Regions from separate parts of the Sus scrofa genome. Here region 1 is linked to region 2. A link is a contact called in public promoter capture Hi-C data. All regions are on one chromosome and are shown on one strand. The core of a region is the stretch at or near the end of the contact, and the rest is flanking DNA. Distances in the headings are between cores, read along the strand shown.

What was found. Promoter capture Hi-C pulls out the DNA fragments that hold promoters and counts their contacts.
Region 1: a contact with region 2 is called in a promoter capture Hi-C map of fetal skeletal muscle, with 2.8 times the contacts expected there. The contact joins the promoter of MYOM3 here to the promoter of PNRC2 in region 2. A contact is called at or near these places in 2 of 5 promoter capture datasets (fetal skeletal muscle and liver), 2 of 47 Hi-C or Micro-C datasets (embryonic fibroblasts and liver) and 1 of 2 datasets of contacts at active chromatin or transcription factors (skeletal muscle).

The regions. Positions count from the first base shown.
Region 1 is chr6:81,857,756-81,860,938 of Sscrofa11.1, forward strand. It overlaps MYOM3 (myomesin-3), which reads right to left and starts at 1,751. Exons shown (of 38, transcript XM_021095533.1): 1 at 1,538-1,751; 2 at 1,200-1,328.
Region 2 is chr6:81,721,301-81,724,214 of Sscrofa11.1, forward strand. PNRC2 (proline rich nuclear receptor coactivator 2) reads left to right here and starts at 1,626. Exons shown (of 3, transcript NM_001244508.1): 1 at 1,626-1,778; 2 at 2,683-2,888.

The DNA.
Region 1 (3,183 bases), core at 501-3,000, 140 kb after region 2:
GAGAGGCCCCTGCTTTCCTGGGACGTGGGGCCCTGGTGAGGCAGCTAAGGCTAACGTCCCCTGGCGCCAGCTGCTGGCTCCCTGCTCCGTTCCTGATTAGCACAGCGGGGCAGGCCTGGCGCTCATCCCTGACCTCCTGCGCTGCCCGCAACCAGACCCCTGGCTTTAGCGGATGAGCCATCGATTCTTTTTAAAGCACTGGCTGAGGCTTGGGATTAAGCAGTGAGAAGATCGGAGCTTCCCCGTCCTCTTTCCAGAACACTGTGTGTGCCTGGCCACCGGGGAGGGCTTGACGGTATGGGGGCCAGGAGGGGAACCATCCCTCTGGCCTTCCCCCTGAGGGTGCAAGGCCCTGGGCACTCCCCACTGCTCCCCTCCCCTCCCAAGCCTCAGGTTGTTTTCCACTGGCCCCCTGACAGCACCCCCGGTGAGAAGGGGCAGGAGGCCTCTTCTGCTCCTCCTTCCTCCTCCAGAGGGGAAGGGAAGCTCACAGGGCCAGAGTGACTCAGAGCCCTGAGCTGGGTGCTGTGGGCGGGAGCTGGGACACAGCCATGCAAGGGGTCCGGGCAGGCCGAGGTGTGTGCTTAGCGGTTCCACCAGCTTCTGAGGCCGCTGAGGAAGTGAGGCAGCGCCTTTCCTGCCGGGCCTCGGTTTCCTGCCCATGAGCCCAGGCTGGATGAGAGCCCTCCTGGCCCTGCGGGCTTGCTCCCATCCCCTGCCTGCCGGGCAGGCCAAGCCGGGCTCCACCAGCAGTGCTCTAGGTTTGCTAGAGCTGCCAGCCCACTCTGGTCCCTGCTGATTCCTAATTCCTGCAGGAAAGCCTCCACTTCCCAGGGCATCCCTCAATGGCTTGTTTTTTTTTTTTTTTTTTTTTTTTTTTTTAATGTAGCTTTCACATCACAGAAGCTCAGCTCAGAAGACCCAGGGCCTCATCGAATAGGGAGATGGGGCAGAGATTTTGTTTTTTCTAGAATTTCCCTCCATTTCCACTTGGGGTAATGCCCAAATATGTCTACTTTTTTCTTTCCAAATCTCCCAGGATCCTTTCCCAACACACATATAACACACACACACACACACACACACACACACACACACACTTCCCAGTGGAAAGTTGAGGTCTTCACTCTTTGGAGATCCCCCTCCTACCCACCCCCCCCCCCGCACCCCCTCCCGCACCGTCCCTGGAGGCGACTCACAGAAGCAGCTGTGTCTACTTAGGTGTCTCTGGGGAGAAGTTTTCAGAGGATGAGAGGGTCCTGGGTTTCCTCTTGCCCTGGGCTCGGCGGGGACTGGAAGAAGAATGTGATCCCGGAGCCTGCACGGGCCTTAAATATAGCAGTGCCGAGACAGTGTGATGACAATGGATGAGAACTATGGGGGGGGGGGGAACGGAGGGGAGGGGCCATTCCTTGGGTCCAGCGTTGCCCAGGCGGCAGCGACAGGTGGAGCTGCCCGCACCCCACCCACCTCCCGCAGACAGCTCCTCCCCTCAGCTCCACCCCTCCTGCCTAAAAAGAGCCCCCTCCCCAATTACAGTGGAAAGAAGGTGGGTGCTCAGGCCTGGCTGTACGGAGAACAGATCGGGGTGGTTTTCTTGGTGGCTGAGAGTTCTGATCTGAATTCTCCCCCAACGGACAGGTGCTCTGGGGAAGACACTGAGCTTCTCTGATCTGATTCCCCTTCTGAAAATAGAGACAGTGAGGCTGGGCCCCCAGACTTCATGGAGACATGGAAGGGGTATGACCTAAACATGGGTCTTTAGTGCTCATAAGTCATCACGGGCTAGAATGGAAGCAGGTTTCTTCTCATCTCTCTGCACACCCATGTCCAGCAGCGACTGACCAGCCCCTGCCCCTGCCCCTGTGGAGGGGGTGTCACAGGCAGGAGAGGAGAAGTCGTTTCCTTCCTCATTGTCCAAAGTTCTCAGGCATCTGGAGTGGCCCCTGTGGGAACTTTCGTCCTGATCTTTGCCCCCCACTCCTCCCACCCCCGTCTCCCATTTCAATTCCTTCCTTTCACATTCATACCCCGGCCTGGTGGACACTGAAGATGCAGAGAGGAAAAGACCTCTGACACAGGAGAAATCCTAATCTAGATGGGGAGACAGGCTCTTACAACCAGGGGTGATCAGGCAGGTACACCTGAGCCAGGTCTCAGAGGATGAGCAGGTGTGTGTGGGGGGGGCTGTCCCAGCTCCAGTCCAGAGACACAGCTCCTGGCCTCTTCCTGGGGCCTCAGGGGGCCAGGACCACTGTGCCTATCATTCTTCTTAGTGCTCTGGGGACTCCTCAGGAGAGAGAGAGAGAAAGAGAGAGAACACACAGATGAATTCTTCAGCTCAAATCTCAGACTCCTGAAAGGGATTCCTTGTACACTGCTGGTGGGAATGTAAATTAGTGCAGCCACATAATATGGAGATTTCTCAAAAAGCTAGGACTAGAACTCCCCTATGACCCAGCAATTCCACTCCTGGGTATATAGCAAAAAAAAAAAAAAAAAAAAAAAAAAGAGAGAGAGAGAGAGAGAGAGAGAAAATTAAATCAAAAAGATTCATGCATCCCAGTGTTCATAGCAGCATTATTTATAGTTGCCAAGATAAGGGAGCAACATAAGTGTCTATCAATAGATGGATGGATAAAGAAGATGTGATCAATACACACATACACACATACAGACACAATGGAATACTACTCAGTCATAACAAAGAGTGAAATTTTGGCTTTTGCAACAACATGGATGGATTTGGAGGGTATTATGCTAAGGGAAATGCGTCAGAGAAAGACAAATACTGTATGATATCACTTATATGTGGAATTGAAAAAATACCACAAACTAGAGAATATAACGAAAAAGAAACAAACTCCTAGATACTGAGAACAAACATGTGGTTACCAGTAGGAAAAGGGAAGGGGGAATGGGCAAGATAGGGGTAGGGGATTAAGAGGTATGACCTACTATATATAAAACAAATAAACTATAAGGCTATATTGTGCAACACAGGGAACACACAGTATTTCATAGTAACTGTAAATGGCATATAACCTTTAAAAATTATGAATCACTATGTTGTACACCTGAAACTTATGTACTATTCTATGTCAAGTATACCTCAATAAAAAACATTAAAATTAAAAAAAAATCTCGGAGTTCCCGTCATGGCGCAGTGGTTAACGTATCCGA
Region 2 (2,914 bases), core at 376-2,875:
CTTGTGGTGCAGCATATTAAAAATTCTGCCTTGGAGTTCCTGTCATGGCTCAGCAGAAACGAATCTGACTAGTATCCATGAGGACACAGGTCTGACCCTGGCCTCACTCAGTGGGTTAAGGTGAGCTGTGGTGTAGCCCCAGGGATCTGGCACTGCTGTGGCTGTGGTGTAGGCCGGCAGCTACAGCTCTGATTTGACCCCTTGCCTGGGGACCTCCATTAGCCTAAGGTGCGGCAGGAAAAAGACAAGACTAAAAAACAAACAAAAAATCCTGCCTTGTCACTGCAGCAGCTAGGGTCACTGCTATGGAGCAGGTTTGATCCTTGGCCAGGGGAACTTCCACATACTAGAGGGCAAGGCCAACAGAAAAAGCCCAGGGAGTTCCTGCTATGGCCCAAGGGGATGGGCAGGCTGTCTCTGCATTGCCAGGATGCAGGTTGGATCCCCAGCTGGATACAGTGGGTTAATGGATCTGGTTAAAGGCTTGGATCTGACCCCATGAGGTGGCAAAACCAACCAACAAACCAAAAAACTCCTATGTTCATAGAAACTGTTGTTCTCTTTTAAAATACGAGCCTTGGGTTGCTTATCCATTTATTCCCAAGAAGTTGTCCTTTTCCTCTTTGCTGCACCTCACTGGCAAACGAACTTAACTCTTTTCTCCTCCCTTTATTTACACACTGCAGAAAGGGTTATAAGTAAGGGAACTCTCCTCTCAACAAACTCTTCTTGGGGCACTTACAACGTACTCTGTGTTCAGAGAAACGAAACCCTGCTTTGCCCCCTGCCCAACCCCACCCGGAGGATGTGTGCGCGGGAACTCGCGGACAAGTAGCTACCACATAGTGTGATTGAAGTTCAAGACCAGTCAGACACAAAGGAGGAACTGATTAACTTGACCCGCACGTGCGTCGGAAACGCCTTCACAGAAGAGGTAGCTTCTTAGAATTTCGAGGCTGGGGGCCAGGGGGGCGGGAAGGAACCGCAAGCTGGGGCGCTGGCGTGACCGAGAAACAGAGAGGGAGGAGTGTCTGGACTAAGTGGCCAGGGGCCAGCCTCGGAAAGCAACTTTGATCAGTATCTTCCATGTGTAAGAGATCGGTTACTCGGCTCAGTGAACTTAACTCGGGAACTCAACGCCCCCTCCAGTGACTCCCCATGGCCCGGAACCCACTTGGTTCCGAGTGCCACGGGACCCACTGGCCGGACAGCGCGGGAGGAAGCCGCTGTTCCAGTGGGCGGCCGACGCCCTTCTCCCCGGAGCCGCTTGCGCGCGGCTCTCGGACCCTGGAATCGGCGCGAGGGGCTGGTGCTGGCCGCGACTTGGGGTGTCGGACGGGGCCTGGTGGGCTTCTCCCGGAAGGGGCTGGTGTCACTCGGGGGCCCGAGAAAGGGCGGCAGCCGGGGCCCGCAGCGGTCTTTCCCGACATGCTCTTCTCGAGGAGTATTTGAAACCCTCGGCCACAGCCACCTCCCCTCCCTCGGCCCCGTCGGGCCCCAGCAACAGGCGGCGGCCCGCGTGTCATTGGCCGGGCCGCGCGAAAGCGTGTTTTGATTGGCCGCCGCGCTTCCCGGCCCAGCTTCTGCGCTCACTGTCGCCTCCATTTTGTCGGTAGAGGCAGAAGGAGGAGGTCGGCCGGGACGTTAAGGTGGCCTGCAGCAGGCTCGTCGGTGCCCGTTGGCTTCGCTCGTTCCGTGCCTCGTCTCTCCCTGGAAGGGGAGGGGGGCTTCGACGCCGAGCAGGATCCGCCGCTGTCGTAGTCCCGAGCTTGAAGTCGGTGAGTGGCGGGCGCGGCCATGTTGGCGGCCGCGCTCCCCATTGTTGGGGGTAGGAAGTCAGATCCAGTGCCCGGCGGGCGCAGGCGGCGGGGAAGACCGGGTTCCCCGGCCGGGCCCGAGCAACGCGGAGCGGCTCGGAAACCCAGCCACATCGGAAGAGCCGAACTTTCCAGGCTCTTGTTGGGAATGACTCACGATCCGGGAATTCGTAGTTTCTTTAGGGCTGTTAAAATAGTCTGGAAGGGCCTCTCGCTCTTTCAAAAAAAAGAGGGCTTATTATTTATATGGTGACTTGGTTTCTTGGAATAGCAAACGAAATCTTGAATGTTTAATGTTCCTGATAGGCATTTTCATACATATTAGATGGGACAGTGACTTCAGTTATGGCTTGTGGAACTTCTTTTAAAATGGGGAGGAGTCAAGAGTTCAAAACTAAAGGAAACGCTGCATCACGTAAACCTGTTTGGAGAGGAGGCTTTGTGGAAACGGATGTGTAATGTGTGCAAAGATTGGAAAGTAATGGTGAGACTTTAAAAACATAGCTTCTTTAGGAAACACAGTTTAAGCCCATTTCTTGGCATGGCTGTGAAAGTTAATGCTTCTGTGGTTTGACTGGTTTTGGTCACAGAATCCGTGTGAGAATCTGAAAAGTTCCTAGAAAAAAGATACAACTTATTGAGAGGTCTGGCGGACACCCTTCCCCAATTCCTTATGAGTTCCTGGATCTCAAGGCTTAGAAGAGTTCTTAGATGATGACAGTTCTAAGGTCAAAGCCATCTTTAGAGACATTATTTTCTGCCTTTTAATTAGGAAGTAGCCATTTAACTATTTCTGTAGCAAATAATAAATGATCGCTTTCTCCTGTTTAACACGTGAAATAATTTAGAAATCTTTGCTTTTTAGCTAGGACTTCTCTCAAGGTTGTGTGCTGAGGAGACTCAGATGTTGGCCTCAGTTCCTAGGCTGAACTCAGCAGATCGGCCCATGAAAACTTCTGTATTGAGACAAAGGAAAGGATCTGTCAGAAAGCAACATCTCTTATCCTGGGCTTGGCGGCAAGGAAGAGGACAGGTGGTGGAAATCCTGCAATCTGAAAAGCAGACTGAAAGGTATCCAAGACTTCATGTTGAAATGG